Linked DNA regions of Sus scrofa: region 2 is linked to region 1. The links are chromatin contacts, called in public Hi-C maps. All regions are on one chromosome and are shown on one strand. Each heading gives the region's core, a stretch centred on a gene start, on an enhancer-like site or on the middle of the called end of the contact. The rest is flanking DNA. Distances are from core to core; before and after follow the strand shown. Region 1 overlaps INPP4B (type II inositol 3,4-bisphosphate 4-phosphatase). Region 2 overlaps LOC106504720 (a long non-coding RNA gene).

Region 1 (7,173 bases), core at 477-2,976:
TCCTACAGAGGCTCACTCCATGGTGTTCACTCCCAACAGGCCACGCGGCTTCCCAGAACTCCCTCTGCATAGCGCTTCCTTCAGGTGTTCAGCGAACGGCACGACAGGGAGTGAATGGGACCTTCTCTCCAGAGGTGCATTCTCTTGTCTCTAAACTCTTAACCCCTCTAAATGTGTTCTATTATAGCATTTATCATACCCATTTACATTATAAGTATTACTTTAAAGCTCTTACTTTCTCTTCTATCCATTAAATTCCTTGAGGATAGGAGCCGTGAGTTTTTATATGAGCATCACCCATACGACCGCACATCTAAGAGATTCTTTTGTCTAATGAATGAGTATACAGTTGCCCTGTGTGTCTGCAGGTTCCGTGTCTGTGGTTGATTGAACCTCCAGATATGGAAGCTGCAGGTATGGGAGGATGATAGGACTATGCCATTTTATAGAAGGGGCTTGGAAGTCCCTGGATTTTGGTATTTACAACCAATCCTCCGTGGATATGGAAGGATGACTGTATTTCTCATGACAACAGTGAAAAAAAGAGGAAATTGGTATAAAAAGACAGAAAACAGGTTAGCATTTGTTAAGAAAGATAAATACAGATTTTTTTTTTTTTTTATTCCTGGACCAGAGCCAGGAGATAGATCATAAGGATGGGCAAGGAGTTAGGAAGACTTGAGGAGGACCTTCTGAGTGGCCACCAGAGTCATTCCAGGCAGGCCAGCCTCAGCGGTTGCTTTACTTTCCCTGATTACACATTCATTGTCTGCATTAACCTCATTTCTGTGTCCTGTATCCCTGGAATATGGCTGATATTTGGAGATTGACCTCCTTTGACCAGGTATCTAAGGTCTATGACCAGAGTTGCTGGTAATATACAAAGGGGTCAAGCTAGAAGATGTCTGGAGAGGAAGCCTTATCATTAGTTGACCCCTCCAAGTGCGAATGTTCATATGGTAAAATGGTACCCAAAAAACAGAGGACACATAGGCAGCCACCTGCAGGTTGATAATACATAGGCTCTTTAAAACCAACAAGGACTCTGTGGGCGGGGATACGATATACCCACTCCCAGCCCCCAACCTTGAACCCACTGCCAGTTCTGTGTGCCTTGCGGTGTAGGCATCAGATCAAAACCCTGTCAGCTGTGGGATTGATCTCTCTACCTCTCACAACCTTGGAAATTTTATCACCCTCCTTAAAGGCCATTCTCATTGCTTAGCTTCACCGTTCATCATCTTCTTCACTTGGGTGAATCCTAAGAGCTGGTCTCATTTCTTCTCTTATCTTTTTGCATAAAGTTGAATGGGCAGGCAAGCATGGAGCTTTTTCATCTTCTTATTTTTTCTGTGTCTGAAAAGTTGTGATAACAAAACTAACAATGTCTACGAGCGTCCGTGAAGTTAATTATTTTAAATGAGCAAAGGAGACCAAGCACCTGAGAAGAAAATGGCTCAGAAATTGGAAAGAAGCCTTCCGCCCTGCTACAGTTGGTTGGTATTTGGCTCTTTTATTTTTCTCCTGAGCAACATAAGAGCCATTGAGTGCGGAGGACGTGAACATCCTGTACAGGAAATAGATGGTGTGTGGAGGAGGTGAGGGGGGCACCCGGCAGTCGTTCTTTGAATCCTTCAGTGAATTCACTGGAATACATTACAGAAGCGGGTAAAGGGCTGGAAAACAGGCTCTGCTTGGATGGCTTCCAGGACCCTTCACAAAGCTCAGGAAAAGCTCAGCTAAGCCACACGCTTTGTGTGCTTTCCTGAGGAAAGATTCTGCTTGCTGGTCTTGGGGTTAAGGAGTTTCAGCGAGTTTTTATAGAGACACTAAAACATTCTCTTCACAGTGTCCTCCCTGACTAAGAGCAGCCCAGGGGATAGGATCCACGAGGTGGGCACTTAAGTGCCTGCTGGGCAGGTAAGCTGCTGTGAGAGGTGAGGTGTAGGCGCAGGGACTGTGTCGTGAGGAGCCCTTAGCTATGCTGCGTGTGTGGGTGTATCAGGAGTGTGTGTGTGTGTGTGTGTACAAATTCTCAGCTGAAATGTGAGGAAACCTCAGAAGAGTGGATGTGTGCATTTCAGGATTTCTTACTTTGACCAGAAAATGCAGAATGACCACTGCCTTCATTCCTCCCAGAAAATGGTTTTGCCATAAGGACAAAATAAACCCCATGCAAATTGTGAAGTATGCAGAGACAGGAAGGTGAAAAGGATGTGACAGGGGTCTCAAGACTATCCAGAGCTGCAGCTTTGTTGTGGTGGTTGTTCCCAAAGATATTTTTACAGAGGAAATGAGAGCATTCTCTGCTCCTTTGTAAGAGTGATATGAAATGCTCGTTGGTGCACAAAGGCCGTTTATGAACCGACTTCAGCCTTTCTTTGGCCTGTCACACCCCATTGTATCTATTTCAGAACCTGGGATTCACACTGAGTGCGTAGTAACATGGAACAAAACCTGAAGCCATCACGCTTTGCATTTGCCAATGAGGTTTTCCTTTCTCTGCTGAACTTCAGTTTTCTTCTTTTCTAGAAAAATGTATTTTTTAGCTTTCTCATGTGTGCTTCCTTAGAGGAAGCATATTCCTATCTTCAAGACATTCTGCCTTGCTCACCAACTTGTGATTTTCTCATTCATAATGAATTTTTTCTGATATAGTCATTTTCATTAAATTTTAGCCATAAAATATATGTAATTATAGTCAATGGAGACACTAGAAGATTGTTAGTGTCAGGCATATATCTGACAACACTCCTAGGTTTAGAATGCCAGTGTATTTATTTTTCCAGGTCTTCAGTTTTATTCTAGTAGGACTAGAAATCAGGCACTCTGTCTCTTTTTATCTCATTGAAATTTCTGATTAAGAATCCAACAGTTAAATAAGTATGAAGATAGGTTTAGAAGTGAGTAAAGAAATTATCCTTACGCTAATAAAGAAATCATTGAAGATCCCTCTTTTAAAGGCCTTTAAGAAAAATCATCAGCAAAATTGAACTTGAGCTGTCACTTAGTAATTTCCAAGGGGGGAAAAAAATTAACTTTCCATTTTCTAACTAGAAAGAGCATTTCACTGTCTTGGCCAAGTTATCAACCACGTGACACAGGAAAGTAGGATGCAGGATGCCCACATTAAAAAAAAAAAAAAAATACTTGCTGTTTGGGAACGAAGCAGATGTTTAAGAGTATATATTGTTACCTGAATAGAGTAAGTGACTGGTAGTTCTACTTCAGCCTGATAAAGCGACGCCACCTGCTGGATAAAAGCTTTATTTTATGTTGGAGAATTCTTCAGTTAGACACTCCTCTCTCCAGACATAAGTACAAATAGGTTTGCCGGCTGTTTTCTTTTAAGATCTGTATATGAGTCAGTTTATTGAGATACTTGTTTTCTGTGTGTGTGTGTGTGTGTGTGTGTGTGTGTGTGAGAGAGAGAGAGAGAGAGAATCTACACATTCATATTGAGAACAATAAGTAGGAGAGTGGGAGAGAACTGGGGATACAAGAATGAAAATATGAAAACAATAGGAATATTGAATATTCCTTCTTGGTATCTGTTCATGTGCCCTTATTCTGAAAAGCGAGTCTGATGTACCTCTGTTTTTCCTTTTGCATCTACTAATGATATGAGAATCGATGGTTACCCAATGCCTGTTTCAAATGAACCACGATTCATATTTCATCCTAGGCTGCCCGCAAGAGAGTCTCTTGTTAAATGATTAGAGATTTAAGAGGCCTTCATTGAATTCCTCTTTCTCTAGTGTTTTTATTCCTATCATAACACTTAATTCTGCAATATTTTAAAATGATGACTCCTAATGCGCCTAAAGTATTTTGCCTTATGGCATCACAGAAGCATTTACATAGAGTATTAACAAGTGCCCATCTTTTTATTAAGTTGAGGTCACTGATTATCCTTTTAGCCAATTTGGTTTATTGCATCTAATCTGTTTCACCACAACATAAAATATGTAAGTGACCGTGGATACGGTACAGTAGGGATTATGATTCTTTTCATCATTACCTGTAACTCTTTTAAGGTCTTAACTGATTATTGACCATTGACGTCACTAACGATGAAACGTCTACGTTTGTGCTGAGAAGATTATATCATTTCCGATCTTGATTCATAATCAGTTTTTCAGCATGCAGTCATTTCTATTAAGTTGTATTTGTCATACTACTCTTAATTTCTTTATATAGCCATGGAGTATCACACAGTCTGAAATTTATAGTATTTGACGTTTATCAGGGCTTTGATTTCCTAATAAACTGAAATAGAGTATAACTTGTTTCTATACCACATGCCAAAGCCGTAATTATATAACTGACACATGTTAAATATCTAGACATACAAAAAGTACAGATGGTTTCAATTCTGTATCCTGTGAAGAAAAGCTTTTTGAATTCCAAATACTGTCAACAACCTGATTTTCTCATATTTGTCTGTATCTTAAAAGACTTTTGTTGTATTTATTGTAAATTTACTTATTCAATGAAAAACTGATAGAATATCTGTTATATGTAAGATACTAGGCTAGGTTCCAGAGATTCAGTGATTAAAACAAATTCCTTGCCCTCAGTGAGCTCCCTTTCTTACAGAACAGGGTGTGGATAGTTCTAGAACAGTAAGGGCAAGGAGCTATGAGCACAGAAGAAAATGAATTCAACCAAACTTAAATATACAGGCCTGGGGAGGGTGCACAAAGATGAAATCCTGAATTGAGTCTGCAGAGAAGATAAAGTATTTGTCAGGAAGAGGAACATGCAGGGAAGGGTGCGCCAGGATGGGAGGTGGGGTGTGCAAAGACACTAGGATGACAGAGCAGAAAAGGTTGAGGGAAGTTCATGCTATTCAGCGCACCTGGGATTCAGGCTACAAGTGACATCGTTCTGAGAGATGCGACTGGACAGGACATGCAGGCAGAGTTCAGTAATGAAGGATCTGTCCTGCTTTTGGACTTTGTTCTGAATACTTTGGTGTCTTTACAGTGGTTTAAGTAGAAGCGAAGAAGTGAGTGATGGGATTCCCTCTGATTAGGGCACTTCCTCTAGCAACTCTGCTGAGAGAGGATTTGAGTAGGATTCCACTGGAGGAAGTTATGGAGCAGAAGAAAAGTTATGGTCCAAGGGAGATGGATAAATGATGATGGGAGAGTGCAAGGGGAAGATGAGTATTTGATGGATTACCAGGGCAGTAGAACTAATTTAATGACCTAGTAAAGGTGAACCCTGTAGAAGCCCAGGAAAACTTGTTTCCAGCAGGGGAAGAGTTTAGTGACACCATCTACTAAGTTACAGTCAAGGCACAGATTAGAGAAGACAATTATTCTGCTATAAATTAGTTGAATACACCCAAGTGGAGAGATCCATTGGATGGCTGGTTATAGACACCTGGAGTTCAGAGAAGAGATTTGAATCAAGACCTTTGTTTTTATTTTTACAGCCTCACCTGCAGCATATGGGAGTTCCCAGGCTAGAGGTCAAATTGGAGCTGCAGCTGACAGCCTAACACCACAGCCTAATGCAGATCCAACCTGTGTCTGCGACCTGTGCTGCAGGTTGTGGCAACCAGATCCTTAACCCACTGAGTAAGGCCAGGAATAGAACCTGCATCCTCACAGAAATAACATTGGGTACTTAACCCACTGAGCCACAGTGGCAACTCCTTGAACCAGAGATCCTTAAATCTAATCTTTTTTTTTTTTTTTTTCTTTTGGCCATGCTTGCAGCATGTGGGAATTCTTGGGCCAGGGATCGAACCTGAGCCACAGCAGTGACAATACTGTATCCGTAATGGCTAGGCCTCCAGGGAATGCCCTTGCCTCTTAATCATGTGTAGAACTTGAAAAACAAAATGGGTTTCTGGCTTCTAAGACCTTCCTTCGTCTCTCCCACTGTTGTCTGCCCCCGCTGCCCCCCGCAGAGGACTGGTATGAGCAGTTGTATCCCCTGATCCTCACCCTGAAGGACTGCATGGGAGAAGTGGTGCATCGAGCCAAGCAGTCCCTGACGTTCGTGCTCCTTCAGGAACTTGCCTACAGCCTGCCCCAGTGCTTGATGCTGACGCTGAGAAGAGACGTCGTCTTCAGCCAAGCAGTAGGTGCCCCTCATCCTCCTGAGCCCAGCGCAGTGATGGGTGGTCAGATGGTACCCTCGCTGAGGACAGAGGTCTTCTTGTGGTACTTTTCTTTGTAAAGGGATCCTTTCTTTAGAGTTCCGGTACCCAGTTTTTCTTATTCTTCATAAATATGAGCTGAGTGGATGAGATCGTGTTTCTTTCTGCAAAGAGGTGGCCAAGTCTCTGAAATGTCCATTCTGTTTCACAGGGCAGAGAGCCTATGAAGAGAAAGATTCCCTTCCTACCATCTATTTCACCCCAGAGTCTGCACCATTCAGAGTGAAGGAAAAGGGTGGCTATTTTGCATTGCAGATGGCAGCTAGAGATCCGTTGGCAGCTCTTATTTATAAAACTCCCTCATGAGTCCCAGGACGGGGCCTCATACTAATATTTTGTTGTCATTGTTGTTTATAAAATAAGTTTGTCAGGCTGTATGTTTGATGGGGAGGTTTGATAGGACCACCTTCTTTGCCTACACACAAACCTTCACCCATGACACCCAGATTGGCTCCCATCAGAATGGCTGTTCTCCTTCTCCCTTCCTGCCTCCATGCCCATGGCTGAGTTTTATAGACAGGCACATGGAAGGAAAGAGACAGAAGCCTCTCTCTCTAAACATTGAAGGCAAAGGGAATATTTTGGCCAAAATATCCCTTGCCCCCCACTATTTCATGGCTGATCCAGTAGCAAATGGAGCTCACTATGCATTAGGCTTTATGCTTTCTGCTCTATACATAACTCTCCAATGTGTCCTTTCAGTGAATCTAGAAATGAATACTAGTGACTATTTTATGTGTGCAAAAAAAAAAAAAAAAAAAAAAAAAAGATTTAAAAGTGTTGGAGTTCCTGTTATGGCTTAGCACTAACAAACCAGACTAGTATCCATGAGAACGTGGGTTCGATCCCTGGCCTTACCCAGTGGGTTAAGGATCTGGTGTTGCCATGAACTCTGGTGTAAGTCACAGACGCAGCTCAGAGCTGGCATTGCTGTGGCTGTGGTGTAGGATGGTAGCTGTAGCTCTGATTTGACCCCTAGCCTGGGAACCTCCATATAC
Region 2 (7,193 bases), core at 1,961-4,460, 640 kb after region 1:
GGGGCTACTGCTTACAGCATTTCCAAACTGACTTGACTGAGGAGCCCTCCTTTTGATGGAAGATTTCACACCGTACATATAAAAAAAAAAAAAAATCAGTTTAGGAAATGTTGTTCTGGAGCACAATGTGGGGACACAAATTTAAGAAAAAGTAATAAAGAGCTAATGATGCAATTTCAGATTGCTGGGACTGCCTTGCAAGCATCGCCCAGGGAAAAAGAGGGTTTGCCTTCTAAATGTCTCTCAAATTATATCCATGGGAAATACAGATGGCTCTTCCTTGGGTATATAACAATGAGGGAAAAAATCAACTTTGAGGAAAAAACCTTTTCTGTTAACGAAATAATCGCACCATCTCTGTTACAAAAAAGAAACAGTAATTCTAAATATAGATAAATGTCACAGGGAAAAAATGGCTATGTTGGCTCAGCAGAATGTTTTGCAAATGTCAATGCTAAAAACACTAAGCTTGAGCTATGTATAACTGCAATTCCTAAAAGCTTTGGAAAGTCAGTAATTGTTACGTAACAGCCATCACCATTTCGCTGGGGATTTTAAGAGGATCAGCCTGTTCGTTCCCAAATAACATATTCTCCTTGCGTGGAGTTTTAGCGACCTCTAGTGGCTGTCATGTTATAGTGCTTTCTGTTTTCTCAAACTCTCCGTAAAAAAAATTACAGAAATGTCATGCATTCTTTTCCAGATTCTAAATGTTAATCTTTTTATTTAACAAGTATTTGTTGAGTGTTTATCATGCTGTTGGCACTATTCTGAGCATCAGGAGAGAAAAGCACAAGGCGAAGAGTCAGATGATGGAGCCGTAGGGCAAATGCAGTGACTTAAAAAGCTGTTTTGATTCCTAACATATGATATCACTTATATGTGGAATCTATTATAAAAAAATGATACAAATAAACTTATTTACAAAACATAAAGAGACTCACAGACTTCAAAAACAAACTTATGGTTACCAGAGGGGACAGGCGGTGAGGAGGGATGGGCTGGGGGTTTGGGATTGGCATTTGCACACTGTGGTCTATGCAATGACTAGAGTTCTGCTGTATAGCACAGAGAACTCTACCCAGTATTCTGTGATAATCTATGTGGGAAAAGAATCTGAAAAAGAATGGTTATGTGTATGCCTGAGTCACTGAGTCATACAGCAGAAATTATCACATTATAAATCAACTATCCCACAAAACTTTTTAAAACGGGAGGGGAAAAAAAGCTGTATGACTCTGAACATGACTACTTTTGACTTACCTGATCCTTGGTCTTCTCACAGCATTGTTTTTTTGTTTGTTTGTTTTTCTTTTTAGGGCCATACCAGCAGCATATGGAGGTTCCCAGGCTGAATCAGAGCTACAGCTGCTGGAAAGAATTTTCTTGTTATTTAAAGAAGTTAAAAAAAAAGCCAAATCAAAAAAATCACAAAGTGATAACAGAATGAGGTGAAGCCAAATGAATTGTGTATGAGAAAAAAAAAATCACAATGCAATACGCTTAGGTTTCATTCTCTTAAAGTTTCTCTACTTTGCAGAAAACTAAGATTTTCTTCCACATAATAATTTGATTTTTGTTGCCACTTCAATTATATTTTGTATCATCTCAACATAGCTATTTTGAAATGTAATGATAAAGAAAAAATGTCCTATAATAACTAAGAATTTCTCCCTTTTCCCCTAAAAAAAATTTAAAAATTAAAAATTAAAAAAAAATTAAAAGAGGAGTTCCTGTCATGGCTCAGTGGTTAACGAATCCAACTAGGAACCATGAAGTTGTGGGTTCGATCCCTGGCCTTGCTCTGTGGGTTGAGGATCCGGCGTTGCCGTGAGCTGTGGTGTAGGTTGCAGACGCGGCTTGGATCCCGCGTTGCTATGGCTGTGGTGTAGGCCGGTGGCTACAGTTCCCATTAGACCCCTAGCCTGGGAACCTCCATATGCCATGGGAGCGGCCCTACAAAAGGCAAAAAGACCAAAAAAATAAAACAAAATAAAAGATTTATGGGAAGCAACCTCCCCACCCCTTTTGGAGGCGCTGTTCTTGCATTTGCATGTGACACCTGGAGTTTCTGCAGCTGTCTGTGACTGTGAGAGGAGACATTGATGACACCCTGAAGGTGGCACAGCAGACAGGTAGAAAGCATCTGAGAGCTTGAGATCAGAGTTAAACTTTGGCTTTGCCAACCTCAGAACTATCTACCGTTGGACTTCTTGTAACGTGAGATATGAAGCACATTGTTTTTTAAGCCATTTTTAGTTGAGAACTCTGTTACGTGCAGCTGAAGTGTTACACATCCCATAAGGTGTTGCCACTCTCAAGGTCTCTAGGCTTCAAAATGTCTGGACTTGGTGGATTCCTTTCTTTGAATCATCTACAAAACATACTCAGAGAGTTATAGTTAAACCTAATCTATCCCATCGTTTTCTTACTAGTGGAGCAACAGACAAAAGGGGAAATTTTATGAAGGAGAAGATACTAGTAAAATATCTGTTGGATGAGGATGACATCGCCCAGCCTTTGCTTTTGTGAAAAGGCGCGCAGTTCCTATTTCCTGCCACGATGTACCAGGCATAGAGGCTGTTACTTCTACCCACATATAGGCTCATTGAGAGAATTAGATGGAAACGTGAGTCTGAAACCTCGATTCTCACTGGGTAAGGGTTTCCCTCTTTTCCTGCTCTCTACCAACTTATACCCTCTCATCCATCAAACCTCATGGAGAACTCACCTTCTCACACGAGCTCTCCCCAGATTAAACTGATCGGTTCGTTTGGGTCCCCTTGGCACTCAAGACTAGGGTCTGAGTTTAGGTACCACTGCTAAGTTTTCTGCTGCATGTGGGCCTATGCCACTCTCTAGTCTCACACCAGGATTGCAGAGAAGTCAAGCAAGGCAGAGATGTCAGCCTCCGCTTCCTTGTGAGTATGGGCGTTCTCTGACTCCTCCACCCTATCCACCCCCCAACATTTAGCCTTCAGACCTAAACATAGTCCACTGCCCAATGATTGCCAAGAACCGCCTGCCTTAGCGACCCTGCTAACACAACAGTGCCGAGCTCCACAGACCGGCTGAGGACAGTGACCTGGCTCTTTAATATGCAGGCTGCGAAGTTCCTCTTTTGCTTTATAAAAGCCACTTCCTCTCCCCGAGTGGGGAGGATCTGGTTACTTGTGCGGGGAGAAGCTGGAGTGGGGCCAGAGAGCTGATAGCACTATCACCCGGAAACAGAGTCCTGCTCCATGTCAACAGTCAGGACAGACCTTCCCTTGTCATGTACTTGCTGGACATTCTTGAAATGACTCATGTAATAGCCAAAGACTGAATAAGTGCCTTTTATGTGCCTGGAACCGTTCTAAGTGCTTTTGCGGTGCTTGAATAATTTAGTCACAATTTTTGCATTTAACCATCACAGCACATTGAGGAGATAGGTATGATAATGATCTCTGTTTTCCTTCTGGGGAAACAGAGGCACAGAGACATGAGGAAACCTGCCCAGGGCCAGGTGACCAGTAAGTGGCTGATCTGGGTGTCAACCTGGGACGACCTCACTCCAGAGCCTGCACGCTTCCCCACGCATGAAGCCACTGTGAGTGCTTGGTGCCACTGCTCCCCCCATTCATGCCTGATCTGTTCAAAAGGCATGGATGAGCACCTACTGTGTGCAAAGAGCAGGTGGGTTGAAGACACGTTAGACACCATCTCTGCTGTAAGCAACACCACCGTCCAGTTGGGAAACCAATTGAAAAATAGGTAAGGGAGACCCTGCATCTTCCAGACTGGTCTTAATAGGCTGTCAATCACCTGTCCACCATCTTCTATTGCAATAGGTCAGGGCTCAATGAAGATTTTTTTTTTTTTTTTTTTTTTACAATATTTCCTTGCTGGATATATTAGTTTGTCAGAGCTCCCAAAACAGAGACTGGATGGCTTTCAACAACAGAAGTTTATCTTCTCACAGTTCTGGGAGCTAGAAGTTCAAAGTTAAGGGGTCAGCAAGGCTGGTTTCTTCTGAGGACTCTCTCTTTGGCTTATAGACAGCTGTCCTCACCCTGTGTCTCCCCGTGGTCTTCCCTCCATGCCCATGGCCAAACATCCTCTTCTTAGAAGGACACCAGTCCAATTGGCTTAGGGCTCAATCTAAAGACCTCATTTTAACTTAGTTACCCCTTTTTGGTACCTTTTTTTTAAATCAAAATATAGTTAATTTACAATGTTGTGCCAATTTCTGCTGCACAGCCAAGTGACCCAGTTATATGAATATACACATTCTTTCCCTCATATCATCCCCCGTCCTGGCCTATCCCAAGACTAGACCCAGTTCCCCGTGCTGTACGGTAGGATCTCATTGCCCATCCATTCTAAATGTTACCTACCTCTTTAAAGAGCCTTTTTCCAAATAGTCACCTTCCTAGGTACTGGGGGTTAGAACTCCAATATCTGAATTTGAGGGGGCTATAACTCAGCCCATTGCAATGTATTAACTTCCCCTTTCTACCAACTTCTCCAAAAAGGACTCTGACATCTTTAATGACTGTAAACCTCCAGCACTTGTAAGAATTAAAAACCTTTCTCGCTTGAGGCAGGGAAAGAAGCACATAATTATGTGTACTGCAAGCAAAGTGTGTAATTAAGAAGTTGTAAATGACTCCTGAGGACAAGCTTTTGGTTATGCAAAGACACTACCTAGAATCGCTTTCATAGGCTGATTCAACATTCTTCTCATCACAAGATATTACACATATGTGTACCTCGAAATGAAGTTTATCCTAATCACAAAAAAATAGGTCCAATTTTCCCTTTTTATCTCCCAGAGGTGGTTAGTATATCTCAAACATCTTCTGGGGCAGGATAACATGAAAAGTTGGTCCTTAGAATGAGGATAAAGTAAACAAAAGGGTTGAGAAGATCTTATTCAATGATTCATAGTAAGACCCATTATCCATTTTAGTGAAATCAAGGGCAGGGCTTCCTGTGGGTGAACTTCACCATTTTTAATATAGATAAATAACACAATTATGATAAATACAAATAAATATATATTATATAATATATAAACAGTATGTGACATAATTAATAAAATACATAATCTATAAATAACATATACTATAATAAAAAAGAAATAAAAAGATAGCACTTTGTAATTTACAGTGTGGGTGGGGTTTTTTTGGCTGTAGGTATCCAATTTATTTATTTAACTTCTAGGAGTATAATTGACTCATAATGTTGTGTTCATTTCAGGTGTACAGCAAAGTGAATCGGTCACGTATATAAATATATCCATTCTTTTTTCCCATGAAGTTTATTACAAACTATCAAGTAGATTTTCTGCAATGTGTTATATTAAAGTGATAGTATCATGTCACAGGCTGAAATAATATTCAGATAGTCCACACTCATTTTTCAAGAGGTTAGAATAGTCCTTCCCAGCACTGGTATTTAGCTACATTCATCTCAAAACCCATACCTTTGAAAAGGAATTCTCACATTTTCTTTTCATATGACTGGACAAAATTCCACAGTAGGTGTTTATTTAATCCACCCTCCAGGGACTCAGGCAATATTACTGAATTCCTATGTGAATGTCATCCTGGCATTCTCTTACCCACTGGAGAATCCTTGTGGCATAATCTAATTCCCTAATAAAACTTCATAGCTCAAACTTTCATGTATGTCGAATGATTCATAGCAACTGTTCCCAAATCGCTTGAGAGGGTTTAACAGATTGCTTAAAACCCATCGTTAGAGGAAGTTACAATTTTATCACTTTTACTAAACTACATATATTCTTTAGTCATAAATGAAAGGTTTGTAAACGAACACAAGGCAGACTTAACATCTTGAATTTTTCCAAGAATTCAGTATTTGCCAATAATATCTCCCTGTGGAATCCATCAGAACAGCTTTTCATTTCTAAATGAAATTTAAAGCTGGTGTACTAAAGTCATTTTCCATGAAGAATTTTATTTTATCATAGGAACACATTTCCTTCCTGGAGGAATTTCAAATTGTTTGTAAATACAAATGTTATAAAGATTAAGAACATCATTTCCTTACCCATAAAATCCAGGCAACTTGGCAAACAAGGAATCACAGAAGAATTTAAAAAAAAAAAAAAAACCAACCAAACAAAAAAAATCCCTGCCATAACGCCAGAATTGTTCTATTCTATTTTAAGGTAAAATGTTAGAATAGATGATACTTAAGTTCCTCCTAACTCTAATATTCTTGCAATTTTCTGATTCCTCTAGATTATTACCACCCTGGCCAGAACAATGTATTTCAAAGTGTAAAGTGTAATAATAATACAAATCTCTTTTAAAGGAAAACATTTCTTTAGCTCCCAGTGTTGACTTAAATAACTTTCATAATATTACTTAAATAGGTTCAAACACAAAACTAGGTTTATTCGTACAATTCCTATACAACTATTTATAAACAAAACTTATTTCCTAGTCAAATAGTACAAAAATTTAATTGAAAATAATTGATTCGTTCATTCATCCCAGAATTGTTTATTGCGTATATACCATATACCAGGACCTAACGGTGGGGATGGGGGGGAAATGGAGCTAGAGCAGTAGAGAGCGCAGATGAAAATCCTTGCCCCCTAGGAATTTACATTCTTGTAAGGGAGAGAAAGGACCAAAAAAACAAGAAACACAAGTCAACTAGATACTAGGTTAAAAGGAAATAAGTTGGGGGCAAAGAATAGGAAAGGAAGTGGTAAGAGGAGGAGTGTCCGTTTTGAGAATGATCAGAGGAGCAAAGATTTGAACGAGGTTGGAAGGAGGCGAAGGGATGAGCCATGTGGGTACCCTGAAGAGCAGCTTTCCAGGGGGAACAGCCAGTGCTGAAGCCCTGCAGCGAGAGCACATGTGAGCTGTCTTGGAACAGCAGGGAGACGGGTATGGCTGGAGTAAAGGGACCAAAGATGATGGTAAAGGGACACTGAGGACAGGGATGCAAGATGTTGAGGGGGGACCCAGTCCTGAAGGGCTACATGGACTCTTCTCAAAGCTTTGCTGTTTACCCTAAATGGGATGGAGTGCCCCTGGGGGCTTTGGGGCAAAGGAGTGGCTCCACTGTGATGAACAGGATTACACGAGCCTCCCTCTCAACTGTGCAAAAGCTTAGGGAGGCCAGTTGCCCCCTGCAGGGGCAGTTTCATTCAAGGAGGAAATAATAGCTGG

The links. Hi-C and Micro-C count contacts between places; a contact is called where the count stands out from the background.
Region 2: a contact with region 1 is called in a Hi-C map of skeletal muscle, with 4 times the contacts expected there. The contact joins two enhancer-like sites. A contact is called at or near these places in 5 of 47 Hi-C or Micro-C datasets (embryonic fibroblasts, skeletal muscle and subcutaneous adipose tissue).

Annotation. Positions count from the first base shown.
Region 1 is chr8:85,429,330-85,436,502 of Sscrofa11.1, forward strand. It overlaps INPP4B (type II inositol 3,4-bisphosphate 4-phosphatase), which reads left to right. Exons shown (of 30, transcript XM_021100673.1): 19 at 5,924-6,096. Among named protein-coding and RNA genes, the nearest start is that of IL15, 250 kb to the right of the region's middle. Within about 2 kb of position 1,727, at least 17 of the 83 cell types and tissues checked have an H3K27ac peak or open chromatin away from gene starts, as enhancers often do. A contact at or near this core is called in skeletal muscle, where this site is marked.
Region 2 is chr8:86,070,256-86,077,448 of Sscrofa11.1, forward strand. LOC106504720 (a long non-coding RNA gene) reads right to left here. Exons shown (of 4, transcript XR_001298412.2): 2 at 2,294-2,374; 3 at 1,264-1,368; 4 at 1-49. Among named protein-coding and RNA genes, the nearest start is that of RNF150, 14 kb to the right of the region's middle. Within about 2 kb of position 3,211, at least 14 of the 83 cell types and tissues checked have an H3K27ac peak or open chromatin away from gene starts, as enhancers often do. A contact at or near this core is called in skeletal muscle, where this site is marked.